Linked DNA regions of Mus musculus: regions 1 and 3 are each linked to region 2. A link is a contact called in public HiChIP or PLAC-seq data. All regions are on one chromosome and are shown on one strand. Each heading gives the region's core, a stretch centred on a gene start, on an enhancer-like site or on the middle of the called end of the contact. The rest is flanking DNA. Distances are from core to core; before and after follow the strand shown. Region 1 has its middle 76 kb from the start of Gm42395. Region 2 holds the start of Ndn (necdin). Region 3 has its middle 48 kb from the start of Gm42395.

Region 1 (2,700 bases), core at 180-2,679, 110 kb after region 2:
AATATTAAGGACCTTTATCTTCATTGTTATGTATGAGTGCACATAGAGATGAGCATACGCTCTGAAAATTCTGTAACAGTTTATTTGTTTCAAAATATGCAACACACAAATGTTCTTAAATATTTGTGATTGCTTCCAACTCCCTGCAGATAAAGGTAACAAAGCACCCCCCCCCCATTCAGGCTGCTTTAATCTCCCTGTGGGGCTTTCTAATGTAATTTTAAGACATAAAATGTATTCATGATCACACCAATAATTACATGCTTGGAAAATAAAATGATTTTCTTATTCCCCATTAACATTAATTGTTTCCAGAACTTTAGCCTCTGGCAAGAGCCTATCAGTGCCGTAGGGCAGCAATGCCCATGGGACTAAGCTGTTGTAGACTAGGAGCATGGAAATACAAATCATAAATACACACATTTAGATCTTGTGTTGCCATGATTTGATTTTTCATATAATTTGCCTAGTTCCCCATCACCTCAGCAGCCTTTTCTTCCAGTGATTTATAGACATTCCTTCTATAATACAGTTACAAAATTTGCAAAGGTTTCCAATAAGCCTATATGTTATCTTTTTCACTTCTTTTAAGCTACCTTTTCTAGTTCCAGATCACTAGCCTTATTTATTTTTTAATGATATGAGATAGCATTTTAGCTACAGTTTCTCCCAATGGAAGTTAACCAAATGTTGTGAAATGATTTTTAATATCTCAACCATATGCAATTGGGAATTATTTGAATTTGTTTGGATAAATCTCCATGTATACATAGATTAAATACAGATCTTGTTCCTCCCTATCCCTCCTTTTAAATTTTTTTCTTCAACCCCATGAACGCTGGGATTACAGGTTTTTGCCTCTAACTCCACAATGGCTTTTTAAAAAGTGATCATTTATATTTATGGGATGAAAATTCTCTAAATAAGGTGTTTTTTTTTTTTTAATGTTTCCCCAGTTGGCTCCACCAATTCACTTGTGGCAGATCTTCTGACCCCTGTGTAAAAGAGTAAAATTGGAGATAATTAAAATTTGACGGGATACTTTTCTAATTGATTCCTCTTGTCGTCGGAAATGTTTTCAGTGCTATGACGCCTGCTCTCTCCCATGCCAAATGTCAGCCACTTGCCCAAATCCGATGCAGCAACCTTTTCCAAGACCTTTTATATATTATTTCTGTAGATTGCAAAATAGTAGGTCCCAGAGAAAGGTCTAGTTTTTGGCTCTACTGTCCATTTAGACCATTTCTTAAGAATGTGCGAGATCTGGAGTATGAATGATTGCAGATAACGGATTGTGCTTTCAGGGTCCCGAGACACTCGCTCTAATACAGCTGTGTTTTCAGCCTCCCAAGAGTTCCTGCTTTCCCCTCCACCCAAATTCTCAAACATCTGCTTGTAACCAAAGGAACAAATCCTCACTTCCTTGAGGAGGAATGAACCCCTGGCAAATCCAAGTTGGCTGTTTCAAAGAGATTTTTCTTCCCATTTCCTTTATGGTGGTTGGGAGCCTTCTCTAATCATGTTACAGTGCCATCTAGCAACCAGAACAGGAAGTCTCTAGATGGAGTAAAGTGCCTGCAATATAGGCAGCTGCTGATAAAAACAGCCCCCGCACATCGGAAACAGACGAGGGGACGATATGTGAAGCAGAGTATTTAAAAAAAATCATACCAACTACAAATATTTAAATAATATACCACTGTGTGAAATATCCAATACTTTGTGACCCCTAGCTTAACCAGATGAAATCTTTATTTCAAATTGACTCTCAAAAGGAACTGATGATGACTCTAAATACACAATCCTATGTGTCTATGGAAATTCACAGATTGATTTTACATTGTGATTTAAAATTGTTCTCAATTTGTAAAATCTCACAGACCACTTTATTAATCACAGTATGTGTTATAAAGTCTGTGATACCTAAGATCATAGGCACTATGTATTGTAGTCATTCATATATTCATAGAGAACTAGAACATTTCTAATGTTTCTGCTATTGCAAATGATGCTGACAATCACAAAATTTTTAGTTCTTTTTGGAAAAAAATAGACTGGTGCAGAAGCAAAATAGGATATTTTACATTTTGCAATGTATTGTAAAAGTCTTTACTTTTAGAGGTTTCTATGAGATCACAAAAAACAATGGCTTTATTATAGACTTGCTCTGATTTCAAAAAAGGAAACTCGGAGGCCTCTCAGTCTCGTTCCTTTATCTGGACAACTAATCCCTCGAAACCCTCTCTGTTGCTGGCAAGGGGTGAACATTTGAGGACTTGCCTGTGTGATTCAGACACATGGAGACCAAGATATTAATGATGAGGCCGCCGATTGTGAAATTAAGCACTTCCAGGGAAAGTAAGTTTCATGGCCATGTGTATCCACGTTGCGTTCCAAGGAAGTGAGGGCCCGGGAGCTTTGTGATGGAGAGCAAAGAAAGCAAAAGCAAATGGAGCGATTCATTGTGATCACCTTGCTGTCTGCCAATAAAGCACTTCAGAAGTCTGTTTCAGAGACTAATTGTTTTGCTTTTCGCCTTTTCTTTTTGTTTTGTTTTGTTTTGTTATTTGCCTTTCATTCTTCCTAACACTATTCATAGTTCCTAACCTGTCATTTCATTTTAAGATCCTGCTATTTATTTATTTACTTATCTATTTACCTAACAAAAATCTCTTAAAACTCTGATGATTATATGATCCT
Region 2 (2,700 bases), core at 94-2,593:
ATGCACGAAAGCACAAAAGTGAAAGTACCAAATACTTATCACACATGCATCAATCTTAAACACTACACGAGTACACAAATGAATAGCATTACAAGGTACAAAAGCACTGTATGGAAAACTTAAAAATTATACATGAAATACTGCACTGTGGATTTGGGATACTCTAATGACTCAACCCCACCCTTACACAGCCCTAGTATGGGTCAGAAACTATCAGTGTGCCCCTGGACCTTTTTAGTCCTCAGAGACACTGCTGCGGGGGGCCTGGGCAGCAAGATTAGCCTCCCGCAGAGCTCTGGCCTGCTCCAGAGCCTCCCTGTATCGGGAAGGCCACGCCTGGGGATCTTTCTTGAAGACTCTGGCCAGGAACTCCATGATCTGCATCTTGGTGATTTCACGGTTAGCTCTGGACCCCCAGAAGAACTCGTACTCGGGAGGCTCGATGTGGGGCACACGCTGGTACTTCAGGTAATTCTGCTGGACGAACTCCTCGGTGATTATCTTCCTCACGTCTCCGAAGGTGGAGTGCTTCTTCCAGGGCCTCAGCCCCAGGATGCGCAGCACATTCCAGACCGCACCCTCTCTGGCCCCGCGGCCCTTCACATAGATGAGGCTCAGGATCATGAGCAGGAGGCCTGTCATGGGCATACGGTTGTTGAGCGCCACCCTGTCTAGCTCCTCTGGGCTGAGGGCTTTGACCAGGGCAAACTCCATGGTGTGGAGATTGGTCAGCCTCAGGTGCAGCCCGAACACTCTGGCGAGGATGACGCTGGTGCGCCTGAGGATGCTTCTGCACCATTTCTTGTAGCTGCCCATGACCTCTTTCACCATGTCTGGAAACCAGAGGACCATCCTCTTCTGGTCCTTCACCAACACGTACCACATGAGCTCGTGCGCCTTCTGCACCAGCTGGGCAGGGGCTGGCGGTGCTGGGATCGGCCGGGCTGGACTCTGGGGCTGGTGGGCGCGGCCCTCCTCTGCGGCCTGCTGCAGGATTTTAGGGTCAACATCTTCTATCCGTTCTTCGGGCGGTGGCGAGGCCTGTTGGGCTGCCATAGGGCCTTCGGGAGCGCACGGTGGCCCTGCGAGGTTAGCGGCCAGAGAAGCGGGAGGAGGGATCCCCACCGGAACGGCATCGCTGTCCTGCATCTCACAGTCGGGGACCTCGGCTGCAAAGTTAGGGTCGCTCAGGTCCTTACTTTGTTCCGACATGTCTGCGCCTTCGGATCAGAGCAGGACCGATGCGGCTTGGAGCTCTTGGAGCGGGCACTCCCTCGGTGGAGACCAGCAGAGGAAGTGCGCTTTACTGAGCACTGCGCCTTCCGCAGCAGCGGGCGGGCGGGGCTGATGCGATATTGCGCATGCGTGTTGGGAAGCCAGAAGGGTGGTAGGGCTGGAAAGGAGCGAAGCAGCAAAGCCCAACCACTGGGGTCTAAGGGAGGGTACCACTAGGCTTATGTAAAAGATTTCCTGGTCTCCTGTATGGCACAGAACTAGATGATGGTAGGGAAAGAAACAAGTTGAAGGAGAAAGATGTAGCTGAGATGGTGAAGTTAAGTTCGGACACACTGAGTTTGTGCAAAATCAAATTAAATGTGAAGGTCCTGGAGAAAGACTTAATTCTTGATTTTGGTTTTTCTACAAAAGAATAAGAGAAACAGAAATGACTTTTTTTTCTTTTTTCTTTTGGAAAGCTGTACCTTATGATGATGATGAGTTGTTTAAGATTGGAATATTGAGAAATTATTAATAGAGATAAATTCTTACATATCTGAATGCAGATCAAACAAGGAAGAATGTAAAGTGTAGTTACAGACACTGGAGATAAATCCATGTGAGATTTGAATGTTCTAGAAGTAGTAGATTCATATAGCATAATTGATGGGAGTTTAAAATTTTAATTAAAATGAGACTTGGTTCAGTGGTTAAGAGCTTTTGCAGTTCAAGCATGAGAACCAGAATTTAAATCCCCCAGGCCCCACATGAAAATGAGGGATATATAAAATATATATATATGCATTCATTCATCATTGGATGCTCAGTTTGTTGGTTTTGAATTATTTTAATAACTATAGATTTGGGCTCTCCATTTCTATTAGGTCACTTTGTTTTCATCTAAAGCTTCCGTTAAGATTCTAGTGGAAAATGATCAACATATTTATTAATACACATTTTATGACAGTGTATTTTTCATATTTTCCCACTACCTTTTTGCCCTGCTCACTGCATCTTCTGCGTTTATAAGAAATCTTCTACTTCTTAAATTATGTCATTCACAAATGACTAATTCCATGTTGGGAGCACATCCAAATCTTTCCCAATATATTTTAAATGCAGCTCTTTTCGATACCTAACAGTCTCTCATGAATAAGATGCAACATATTGGTGTCCAAAAATAAAAAGGTAGATCGAGAGGTCATCTAAAGCTGATATTTCCTCAAACTCTCCTTTATACAATGACCATTGTTGAAGCTTCCAAAGCCAGAAGTCCTTAGATTTGATCATCTTTCTTGTTCTGAAATAATGGAATTCCTTAGCCCTTCTCATCACTTAAAGCGGACAGATTTAAGATATCATGTTGGCATTCCTAGGTTCTAAAATATGTTTGTTTAGATATAACAGCTATCTTTTACCCAGAATAGTTATGGCAAGAAGCGATTCAGAGTTTTCCAGATTTGAGAATATTTGCACATGTACAAT
Region 3 (2,700 bases), core at 97-2,596, 86 kb after region 2:
ATTATCAAACTATATACATCAGATATGTGCAGGTTATGTGTTACCTTTATTGTAATAAAACATGAGTGGGTAGGTTGCCTGGTAAAACAAGCATATATTCATGGATTTACTGAGGAGAGGTCTTCTTTCTATTGTTAGAGTAATAACAAAATGCATCATTAGAGGCAGAGAATGATCACCTCCCACCCTCTTATTAGTAACTAATCCATGCAAGATCACCAAGCAAACTATGTGGTGAAAAGGACTTGGATATCTCTAAACATCACAGTGAAAAATACATCTATTTTCTATTATGTGTTATAATGAAACCCATCCAAACACGGCATCAAAGAGAAAGGCAACCCACTGCCCTAGACAAAAGGATAATCATTATATGTGTACACCTGAATCGAATACCCTGATTGTGGGACTGAGGATATATATTAATATGTCTCAGTTGGATTCCCTTCGAAACTATAATGCCATCATATTTGTGCAGTAATAAAGGAAATATGTGAAGATGGATTGTCAGTGGATAAATAGGAGTGGAGGTGGATGGATAAATAGCGGGCAAGAATGCTAATCTGCCAAATTGTAAATAATTGGTGAATTTAGGTGAAGCTATTATAGAAGACTACTTTATTATCCTTTCAACATTTCCAGGGGTTTGAAATTTTTCAAAATAAGTAAGTAGGAGAAGAAAGAGGAAAATAACATGAAAAAAGAGCTTTGTTTTGTTCTGGGTTGGGCGAGTGATTCATCTTTGCTGCTTTCTGTCCTGTATAGGTCGCTGACCCTTAAAAGCCTCTTCTGGTCAGGCTCAGGGATTGGATGTTGTGAAATGGCCATATTGTCACCAGACTGATTGGAGTTTTTCCTTCTCTCTCTCTCTCTCTCTCTCTCTCTCTCTCTCTCTCTCTCTCTCTCTCTCTCTCTCTCCCTTCCTCCCTCCCTCCCTCCCTCCCTCCCTCCCTCCCTCCCTCCCTCCCTCCCTCCCTCCCTCCCTCCCTTCCTTCCTTCCTTCCTTCCTTTCTTCTTTCTTTTTTACTCAGAAAGGTGCTGTATCCAGGCTAATGGGGAAAAACAGGATGGAGGGAGGAAGGCGAATGAGTCAGTTGCCATGGCACCGAGCACTGAAGGGCCCCTCTTGCCTGGGTTTGACGTGTGTTTATAATCCCGAGAGGTGATGGGGGTGGGGAAAAAGAGGAAAAAAGATGGGGGCTTAATTTGCTCTCACAGATTCCGGCTGCCCACGGGGCTTATTATCCTTGATTGCCTGTTTTCTGCTTTTTGTCACCATGGAGACAAGTGAAAACGTGATTCTACCCAGATTCACTCACTTTGTTTGATGAATGCCTGGCCCTGCTGGCCCTGCTGGGCCTCTGTGGTAGGACAGGGTCCCTACAGAATGTGTGGGTGTAAAGCTCTGTGATTAGAAGGGTGGCAACCATGAGGAGTGCTGTGACCCTGCGGGTAGGGGTGTTAAGATGTCCTTAGGGGTTTTGCTGGAACAGAGTTGCCTCATTTCCTGGTCAGTACATTTCAGTCAGTCTTATTTTCAAGGCTGTGGTTTGAAAGCAACTTCTCTCTCTCTCTCTCTGTCTCTCTGTCTCTCTGTCTCTCTGTCTCTCTCTCTCTCTCTCTCTCTCTCTATCTATCTATCTATCTATCTCGATGTGTGTGTGTGTGTGTGTGTGTGTGTGTGTGTGTGTGTGTATGCACTTGAGGAGTCTATTCTGTTTCTGCAAGGCATTCAGAATTGTTACCCCTTTCCGCACTTTCTGTGGAGCATTTTTGTCATATACACAGATTCTGTTCACTAGAATAGATCAGGTGGCAATGGCCTGGTGATGAAATGGAAAATTTGTAGTTGATAGGTAAGCATTGGTAGACAAGGACACCACAGTTTTCATTATAAGGGGGTCCTGAGAGAACTTGTTTTGATAAGTGCTGAAATGAATGTGATGACCCATTCCCCAGGTGTTTGAAATAAATGGTTGGGAAGGTGAATGTTCCTAGCACCAACCATTTGAAAAACACTGGAGTCTTTGCAAGTATCATCATCCCCTTCATGGTTCCATAATCAGGAAAAGTTTTGGCTCCCTTTTGGCTTTTCACCTAATGAAATCATGAGTTGACCACACAGAAGAAGGATAGACAAAATGAAGAGACAAACACTCAATTTATAAAGATGTAAGCCTTCATTATCCAGGAAAGGGTATTACTCAAGAGTCAATGGAATAAAGATATCAATTCTACCCAAAATGATTTAAATATTTAAAATAATCATGATCAAATGTGCATTACTATTTTTCCACAGAAACAACAACAACAACAAAAAAGATGGGACTAAGAAATATTGCAAATAGCCAAGACAATCTTTAGGAAAAGGATTGAATCTCAAAATATTGTGTCATATATGATTTCAAATATATTACAAAGATTGGTAAGTAAAACACTATAAAACTAGCATAAAATAGAAATTCAACAAATAGAATAGGATAAGGAACCACCAGTAAAGCTGCATTCTTATGGCCACTTAGCTTTTACCTCTGGTATCCAAACACAACAATGAGAAAGCATTCAGCAAACAGCATAGGTAAATGATTATAAATATTGGCAAACATATGAAGAAAAGCAAATCTTTAAGTTTTAAATTTTTATTTACTCAAAGCACATGCACAATATGTAGGGTGCATTTATGGAGGAGTCAAGAGAAAA

The links. HiChIP or PLAC-seq counts read pairs in DNA pulled down with a chosen protein or histone mark.
Region 1: an H3K4me3 HiChIP or PLAC-seq map of embryonic forebrain shows a contact between it and region 2, with 6 times the contacts expected there. The contact joins the enhancer-like site here to the promoter of Ndn in region 2. A contact is called at or near these places in 11 of 39 promoter capture datasets (cranial neural crest, embryonic stem cells, epiblast stem cells and 6 more), 3 of 484 Hi-C or Micro-C datasets (embryonic stem cells and nephron progenitors), 15 of 115 datasets of contacts at active chromatin or transcription factors (craniofacial prominence, embryonic basal ganglia, embryonic forebrain and 7 more) and 3 of 9 other capture datasets (adipose tissue, liver and pancreatic islet).
Region 3: a contact with region 2 is called in an H3K4me3 HiChIP or PLAC-seq map of embryonic forebrain, with 4 times the contacts expected there. The contact joins the enhancer-like site here to the promoter of Ndn in region 2. A contact is called at or near these places in 5 of 39 promoter capture datasets (cranial neural crest, embryonic stem cells, frontonasal cranial neural crest and 1 more), 1 of 484 Hi-C or Micro-C datasets (nephron progenitors), 6 of 115 datasets of contacts at active chromatin or transcription factors (embryonic basal ganglia, embryonic forebrain, embryonic hindbrain and 3 more) and 1 of 9 other capture datasets (pancreatic islet).

The regions. Positions count from the first base shown.
Region 1 is chr7:62,233,035-62,235,734 of GRCm38.p6, reverse strand. No RefSeq gene overlaps it. Among named protein-coding and RNA genes, the nearest start is that of Gm42395, 76 kb to the left of the region's middle. Within about 2 kb of position 1,429, at least 3 of the 459 cell types and tissues checked have an H3K27ac peak or open chromatin away from gene starts, as enhancers often do.
Region 2 is chr7:62,346,920-62,349,619 of GRCm38.p6, reverse strand. Ndn (necdin) reads right to left here and starts at 1,343. Exons shown (of 1, transcript NM_010882.3): 1 at 1-1,343. The coding sequence starts at 1,212. The coding sequence ends at 235. All of the region lies in intron 1 of Gm32061 (predicted gene, 32061), which reads left to right.
Region 3 is chr7:62,260,462-62,263,161 of GRCm38.p6, reverse strand. No RefSeq gene overlaps it. Among named protein-coding and RNA genes, the nearest start is that of Gm42395, 48 kb to the left of the region's middle. Within about 2 kb of position 1,346, at least 28 of the 459 cell types and tissues checked have an H3K27ac peak or open chromatin away from gene starts, as enhancers often do. A contact at or near this core is called in embryonic basal ganglia, embryonic forebrain and second pharyngeal arch cranial neural crest, where this site is marked.